2 separate regions of the Sus scrofa genome follow, and region 1 is linked to region 2. The links are chromatin contacts, called in public Hi-C maps. All regions are on one chromosome and are shown on one strand. Each heading gives the region's core, a stretch centred on a gene start, on an enhancer-like site or on the middle of the called end of the contact. The rest is flanking DNA. Distances are from core to core; before and after follow the strand shown. Region 1 overlaps LOC106509843 (a long non-coding RNA gene). Region 2 has its middle 82 kb from the start of ZFP36L2.

Region 1 (3,917 bases), core at 854-3,353, 270 kb before region 2:
CTGTTCCTTCTCCTGGAAGACCTTTGCTCAAATCTTAGGGGGTTGGCTCCTTAACCTCCAGGGCTCGGTCACATGTCACCTCCTCAGAGATGCCTTTGAATATAGGATAGCAGTATTTACTATTATCTAAAATCATTGTGTTTATATAAGTGGGAATTGTTTTTCTCCCACAACTAGGATATTCCTCCTGTGCCAAGCTGATAGGAACTCAACAGATATTTAAGAATGAATGGGTGCAGCGGAAACGAGCCCAACTAGGAAACATGAGGTCTTGGGTTTGATCCCTGGCCTTGCTCAGTGGGTTAAGGATCTGGCGTTGCGGCGGCTGTGGTGTAGGCCCGCACCCATAGCTCCAATTGGACTCTTAGCCTGGGAACTTCCATATGCTGTGGGTGAGGCCCTGAAAAGGACAAAAAGACAAAAAAAAAAAAAAAAAGAAGAGTATGACTGGAAGATAATAGAGGAGCAGCACCTGGGTGCAAATGTTAAAGCTGAGTAGATAACATGGGTCCCATCGCTGTGGGTTTGCTTTGCAGATTCCAGGTCTGGAGCCTGGTTTTTAGAAAGTTCTTTGGAGTCTTTCCAAGGGGTTGTCCCTGAGTGTGTGCTGTGCCCCAGGTGACGCCCATCTGGTTGAAGCGTATTGTTCCCACCAGAAGCTGATGAGAAGACACAGCGTGTGGGGGCAGTGACTGGGAAATATTACCGTGCACACTCCTGGGCTACAGCCCATGGTTATGTGCCGCCCTAGAACTGGGCTGTGAGGAAAGGACATCCCGGATGGCCTGGGACAGCACCAAAGATCCTTCTCTTCTTGAAAATTCCCTCATTCAGTGTAAGCCAGGTGGGTTGGTCACCCTCAACACAAGGTGTTCAGAGAGAGGCAAATAGCTTAAAGTGGCTTCTTGGAGGAGCTGAGATGGAAACAGTTCCCATCCTAGACTTTGGGTGTTGACTGTCCCCTTGGCCCTGCCTTTGAGTAAGTCTGGGTTTCTCAGGCACCAAATCCAGACAGAAGGGTAAGGAAACCATTATTTCTTGAACACTTGCAATGAACTAGCTACTGCTGTAGGGACTTTTTTACCCAATTGATTCCTAATCTATGGAAGCCTTCTTATTGCTTCTCTTTTAGGAGTTCCCTGGTGGCCCAGTGGGTGAAGGCTCTGGTGTTGTCACTGCTGTGAAGCAGATTCGATCCCTGGCCCCAGGGAACTTCCATATGCTGAGGGCAAGGCCAAAAAAAAAAAAAAAAAAAAAGAAAGAAAAAAAAGAAGCAATTGTATTTTCTTCTTCTTCTTTTTTTAAAAATTGTTATTTCCCCAATACAATTTTTTTTTCTACTATACAGCATGGTGACCCAGTTACACATACATGTATACATTCTTTTTTCTCACATTATCGTGCTCCATCATAAGTGACTAGATGTAGTTCCCAGTGCTATACAGCAGGATCTCATTGCTAATCCACTCCAAAGGCAGTAGTTTGCATCTATTAACCCCAGGCTCCCAATCCACCCCACTCCCTCTCCCTCCCCCTTGGCAGCCACAAGTCTATTCTCCAAGTCCATGATTTTCTTTTCTGTGGAAAGGTTCAATTGTGTCATATATTAGATTCCAGATATAAGTGATATCATATGGTATTTGTCTTTCTCTTTCTGACTTCATTCAGTAAGAGAGTCTCTGGTTTCATCCATGTTGCTGCAAATGGCATTATTTTGTTCTTAAAAAAAAGAAGTGATTTTAGAGGCAGGACACTGAGGCTCACGAGGTTATGTAATTGCCTGAACTCAGACGTATATCAACCAGAGAAGGTAGGAGGGACCTAGTCCTCGTGACACAGAAGCCCAGGCCCTTTCTAAGGGGTTTTGCTATGTGTATGGGGGTGTGTGTGTCAGAGATGTGACTGGGGACTTCAACTTTACAGTCGTCCCTCAGCCCTCAGGATGGGGCTCTCCTGGGATCTAGGGAGGACCCCCAGCAACTACTGAAATAGTTAAGAAAGGGGCACCCAGGAGGTATTTGTCTTTGTGCTGTCTCAGGCCTAGCTGCACAGTTGGCCCTTTACCACCAGGTGGCGCTGTGGCTCTGCCTTAGAGGGCTCCCCCTAGTAGTGGAGCCTGAGCAGTGCGGACCTTAGGGAATAGCCACTGACTTTATTTTATCTACAGCCTACAGGGCAACTGGGGGCCTGTCCAGAGCTTTCTGCCTTTCCTGGACTCTGGCAGGCCGAGGAGAGAGGGGGGCAGGAGGTCTGGAGAGGAAGCGGCTTGGGCCAACGCAGGGTGTTGGCAGTGAGGGTTGACTGTCCAGCAGTTGTCAGGAGGAGGGGCAGGGACTCTGTCCTGGGCTAATGGGACACTGACCCAAATCATCTCCCAGTGGGAGCAAAACACGTTGGGAAAAGTGGACTTGCTCCCCAGTGGGCTGGGGTTTGGGCAGAGAAAAGGTACTCTTCCTGCCCCACAGACTGTTTCATCCAGTGAAGGCCTGGATTGGGGGGAGGGATGGCCCTGGTCATCTGCCTGTTAGCCCTCTGCTGACCACAGGCAGAGCCTTAGCCAGGTCCCCATCCGTCCTCTGGTTGCCCCTGCCCTTTGGGAAAATGGCTCCGAGGATGCCGGTCCTTAGGAGCTGGATCTTTAATCACCTGTTTTGTATAGAAGGACTCATCCAAAGCTCTACCCCAGGGCTCAGGCCTTCGAAATTCTCATCAAAAAACAACACTGCGACAAACTTTTAACTCTTCTTCAAAGCCCACACCAGTTCCAGGTCGTGATTTGCTATGTATCAGCAGCTTAACAGTGGGCTTGGCCTGCAGTGTCAATGTCAGAACATAAAATAAGGGGTTCCGGGAGTTCCTGTCATGGTTCAGTGGTTAACGAATCCGACTAGGAACCATGAGGTTGCGGGTTCCATCCCTGGCCTTGCTCAGTGGGTTAAGGATCCAGCGTTGCCGTGAGCTGTGGTGTAGGTTGCAGATGCAGCTCGGATCCTGAGTTGCTGTGGCTCTGGTGTAGGCCGGCGATTACAGCTCCAATTAGATTCCCTAGCCTGGGAACCTCCATGTGCCACAGGATCGGCCCTAGAAAAGGCAAAAAGACAAAAAAAAAAAAAAAAGACATAAAGGAGGGGGGGTTCCTATTGTGGCTCAGCAGGTTAAGAACCCAATTAGTATTCATGAGGATGTGGGTTTGATTCCCTGGTCTTGCTCAGTGGGTCAAGTATCTGGCATTGCCACAAGCTGTAGTGTAGGTTGCAAATGTGGCTCAGATCCTGCGTTGCTGTGGCTGTGGTGTAGGCCGTCAGCTGCAGCCCTGATTCAACTCCTAGCCTGGGAATTTCCATATGCCGTGGGTGCAGCCCTAAAAATAAAGAAAGGAAAAAAAAAGAACATAAAAATAAGGTCCCATCTCAATAGCTCCAGTTTTCCTCCTGCTCCTTCATGCTTTCTCCTGGTGGGCAGCCTGCCAGCCCCTCAGCCCCTCAGCATGTGTGAGTTTAGCAAAGCCCATCAGAGAGCAGGTGGTGGGGGTGGGAAAGAAGGATAGGGAGTGTGTGTGGGGGGCTTTGGGAAAGAAAGGTGCTTGGAAGAGGGACAGGGGAGCAGAAAGCAGAGGGTGGGTGCTGCTGGAGACACTTAGTCACTTTCTCTGCTTTCTGGGCTGAGGGTTGGGGCAGAAGTTCCCCTTAGGAATTTTTTTTAGTATTACATTTTCTTTCATAAACTGTTCACATAGAATCAATTAAAATATTTTTTGATTTATATTGAAAATGCCATCTTTTTCTTTTTTAGTCAATAGATAATATACTCAAAGATTCAAAATTCAAAGCATTCAAAATAAGCAAGCTTTTCTTGTTTAATATATAAGAGCACAACCTAATGTTCCCAACTAAAAATCATCAAGGGCATTAAAGGAC
Region 2 (4,264 bases), core at 1,009-3,508:
AGCCTCTGAGCAGAGACCCAGAGGCAGTAAAGGAAGGAGACTTCCCGGCAGAGCCCCTCCTACCAGGCAGGCAGTGCCAAAAGAAAGTTCTCTAATCCTGCCTGGTTCTGCCAGGAGCCTGTGGCATGGCCTGGGGCACTCACTCCCAGTGCTGGGTGTCCATTTCCTCCTTGACAAACAAGAGGGCCGGCTGCTCCAGCTCCCTGAGGGCACCTCCACCATGAATCCACCTGCCCACAGGTGGCGGGAGGAACTCCATGTCGGGGGGCCTGCGTTGGAAGGCCAGCTGGGCCACCTCCAAGCTGTGCAACCTCAGGCAGGTTACTGAACCTCTCTGAGGTGGTCTCCTTATCTGTAAAATGCCTTCCTCTGGGTATTGTGAAGGATTAAATGAGCTTGTGGATGTGTCACCACCTGGTATATAACAGGTGTTTAATAGACTCTAGGGTCACACCTGGGAGAGGTGAGCCCATGGGGTGAGATGAAGAGGTGCTCCTTTCATTCAGGGAGAGGGCAATGCTGACCTAAAGACACAAGGGACCACCAGCCACCCACCTGTGCAGAGACGAGCCGGGGGAGGCTCCAGGCTGGGACCCTGCCTCACAGACCCAGAGCCAGTGGGGTGGGGTGCCGGGGTCCTGCACTTCCCACTGACGTCAGCAGGTGCGGGTGGAGTGGAGCGCTGTGGTATAGGGCCCTTGAACTGTCACACCACGGCCCTGGCTTTCAACTTCCTCTGGGGCCCAGGGTGTGCTCAGCTCGCCCTCCCTTCCTTCCTCCCTCATTCAGGCCGCTTTGGGGAAGCACCAGCCACCCTCCGGCTCCAGTCACTGTGCTCCCTCTCAGCTCCCAGAGTTCATCCCAGGTCACTGTGCTCCCTCTCAGCTCCCAGAGTTCATCCCAGCCCCCCTCCATCAACAGGTCTTTCCCTCATCCCTGCGGGGACTCCAGCATGGCAGGCGGGACCCACCAGGCCTGGGGTGCAGCCAGTAGCAATACTCAGCCCTGACTGGCTGCCTCGGTGGTGCACTGCTCATCCCTGACCTCCCTGGATGTGGGTGTTTTTATTCCCTTTCTTCTTGAGGAACTGAGGCTCTAGGAAAATAGGAGCTGTGGGCACTGAGGTGGCAAAGTTGACAGGCATTCTTCCTGCAGGAGCCTTGCAAGGCAGAGGGGCCTTGGCAAGGCCAGAAGACAGAGGATGCAGGTGGTGGACCAGTCTGAGGCTGGGATGGGGGCTTAGGGGACTCCCACCCCACAAATGGCTACAGGCCACAGTGTACAGGCCCCTCCCCCCACCTGCTGCTTTAGGACTCCCAGGGGGCCTGGCACTCTGAGTCTCCAGCCAGCTCCCAGGTGGCCTGGAAGCTGCTGGCTCAGTCTGAAAGGCCAGAGCTGAGAGCTGAGCCACAAGCCCCATTGGAAGACATTTCTCAGGTCCTTTCTGGCAGGAAACAGACATCCTTTCCAGCTATCATTTATTGACAACTTTCTTGCAGAGCAGGTGCTGTGCTAAATGCTTTGCATATATAAACCTATGTAATTCTCACAACAGCTCTGTGAGGCAGGACGCTGGGGCACAGCGAGGTTAAGCGACTTGCCTGAGGTCACACAGAACTGGCATTCAAACCAGGATGCCTGGCTCCAGAGGGCACCCTCACCTCTCCTCAAAGTGGAGATCCCTGGAGCAGGGGAGGCCCAGGACCAGGGGTTTGGGTTGGACCTGGCGGGCATTGGGGAGCCATGGCAGGGTTCTGAGCCAGGGATCAGTATGCTCCCAGGACTGGCTGGACAACTGGACCCCACTGAGGGCTGAATACACCACCCCTCCCACAGGGATGTGGTTAGGACAGAAGGCGGCAGAACAAGACTTCCCCCAAAGAAAAGACCTGAGATGAGGTTGGCAGGCCATGTGCTGGGCATGAAGTTGTGAAGGTGGGAGCTCAGGCACAGGGAAGGGAGCCAGCAGCTCCCTGCCCCCAGTGGGTCGGCTACAGATGGGTGCTCGGTTCCTGTGCCTGGGGCCTAAGAGCTGCCAGCCTACGGGGGCCACCCGGTGTCCATCTGTCTGCGTGCACATGTGTGTATTCGCGTGTGTAAGAAGGCAGGGAGAAGGGGCCTTTGCGTGTGCCTGTTTGCAGGGGAACCTGTCCCCCACCCCCACCTGCTGCTGCAGCCACAGAGAACAGGATGCCCTGACTCCAATCTGCACCTCTAAGGCCTTGAAACCACAGCCACCACGTCAAGGGCGAGTGCACAAGGGCTGGCGGGAGGTGGGGCCCTGGGTGCAGGGTCTGCAGGTGTGAGCCAACAGACGTGTGCAAGGCTGCCCTGGGGGTGTGGTTCCAGGGAGGGGGGCAGGTGGGGTGGAAGGGAGCTGGTCCTCCCCTGGGAGGGAGCACAGCGTCCATCCCCTCTGACCACAGGTTGCGGGGTCCGACAGCTAGCCCCCGTCTGGCCCCTCAGAGGACCAGCCTTTGCTTGTGCAGCTGCTCTCCTCTGGGTGACAGTCCTAACAACACTGTACAAAGGTCTGTAGAGCATCTAAAATGGCCCAGCAGTTCCAGGCACTTGGGAAACATCCACGAGCAAAACAAAGATCCCTGCCCTCGTGGGGTCAATATTCTTGTTGGGGAGACACAGTAGATGAAGCAAGTGAAGTCAGGTGTGTCAGTAGGTGGCAGGTGACACAGGGGAAGAGAGGAGATGGAACCACGCTGAGAGCTGTAATGTGCTGGGGGGGTGAGGGGGAGGGGCTGTGCTGGGGGGGGTGACAAGAGGGGTGTGTGCCCATGTGTACACAGGTCACAGTATTAAACTGGGTGGTCCACGGAGGCCCTACTGAAAAGGTGACATTTCAACAAAAGCTTGGAGAAGGAGCCAAGCAAGGTCTGGAAGAAAACATTCCAGACAGAGGAAATAGCTAGAACAAGGGCCCTGAGGCAGAGGCATGCCTTGCCAGGACTGAGGGAAGGACAACCTGGCCTGCTGGTGGACCGACGTGGCCCCACGCCTTCTGGCATCTGCTCACCTTGCCAAGAGTGAGGGCTGACGCCCCGTGGGTTAAAGAAAATGGACCTTCTGGTACCTACAGCAAAAGCGAAAGGGCTCCCACAGGAACCAGTGTCATGGGAAGTAGGGGACAGAGAGGGACAAAGGGTTTAGACCAGAAGGAGCCTACCACCCCTTGGGGGCCTGAGCTCAGGGAGAAGGCCCTAGACTGGGGGCCTCTAGGGGGAGGGTGGGGGAAGTCTCTGGGGTCCCCAGGCTCCCTGACCAACCTGTGCCTGGGAGCTCACTGAGAGAGTGCAGTGAGGAGCTGCATCCTGCTGCCTGGGGGCCAGCTGGCCACTCGGGGGCAGGGAGCCTGCCACCACCTGCCTCTGCTGAGGCTGCCAGCTCCTTCTGCATTCAAGCACCCCATGGCGGTTGGGCGGGGGGCAGTTGGCCTCAGGAGAGGGAAGCTGATGGCTGATCAGGGGACGGGATGTGTCTACAGCCCCACCCAGCCCTGCAGTTTGTGCGAGATGGAGTTCTAGAAGGCAGATCCCCTCTAAGCCAGCCAGACCACCACCAAAGGATGGGGGTAGCAATGACTGAGAGAGGGGATGGCGGGAGGTTAGGAACTAGAAAAAAGGGAGGAGGCTTGACCTGGGCCTTTTAGGATGAGAGCAAATCTGAATGGGTGGAGAGGAGAAAGGACAAGTCCATGCATTCACACACTGGCACACACAGGTGACACCACACACACACAAACACACACACACACACACATACTCGGTCCCTTAAGCTTCACCACCCTCCCCCAAAACACACAGGTTTTCATAGCCGGAGATATCCACTACACCTCACAGATGCCAAAGTAACACTCAGACACACATGCACTGGGGACATTTACACTCACGTAAGACATGCCAGCACCAGGGCACACACAGAGTCACACACCCTCAGAGACCTAGAGTGGGTCCCCTGGGCACCAGAAGCACATTGACTCCTTAGAAACGGACTTGGGAGAAGATGATGATGTGTCTGCAATGCATAGCAGAACAGAGGCTGGAAAGTAGGGCAGAGGGGGACAGATGGAGATGGGGTGACAGATAGACCCAGAGAAAGGAACGTCGCAGCCACACCCACCTGCAGATGGCACACGCCTTAGTACTTGTCACCCTCCCTGCCCGTGAGAGATACCACTCAGCCACCCTATGACGTTGCAAAGTCACTCAGCCTTTTCTCCAAGTTTTTCTTGGATGAAATGAGAATCTGG

What was found. Hi-C and Micro-C count contacts between places; a contact is called where the count stands out from the background.
Region 1: a Hi-C map of retroperitoneal adipose tissue shows a contact between it and region 2, with 2.3 times the contacts expected there. The contact joins two enhancer-like sites. A contact is called at or near these places in 4 of 47 Hi-C or Micro-C datasets (embryonic fibroblasts, liver and retroperitoneal adipose tissue) and 2 of 2 datasets of contacts at active chromatin or transcription factors (alveolar macrophages and skeletal muscle).

What each region holds. Positions count from the first base shown.
Region 1 is chr3:97,552,702-97,556,618 of Sscrofa11.1, reverse strand. All of the region lies in intron 2 of LOC106509843 (a long non-coding RNA gene), which reads left to right. Among named protein-coding and RNA genes, the nearest start is that of TRNAI-UAU, 13 kb to the left of the region's middle. Within about 2 kb of position 2,103, at least 21 of the 83 cell types and tissues checked have an H3K27ac peak or open chromatin away from gene starts, as enhancers often do. A contact at or near this core is called in retroperitoneal adipose tissue, where this site is marked.
Region 2 is chr3:97,279,930-97,284,193 of Sscrofa11.1, reverse strand. No RefSeq gene overlaps it. Among named protein-coding and RNA genes, the nearest start is that of ZFP36L2, 82 kb to the right of the region's middle. Within about 2 kb of position 2,258, at least 11 of the 83 cell types and tissues checked have an H3K27ac peak or open chromatin away from gene starts, as enhancers often do. A contact at or near this core is called in retroperitoneal adipose tissue, where this site is marked.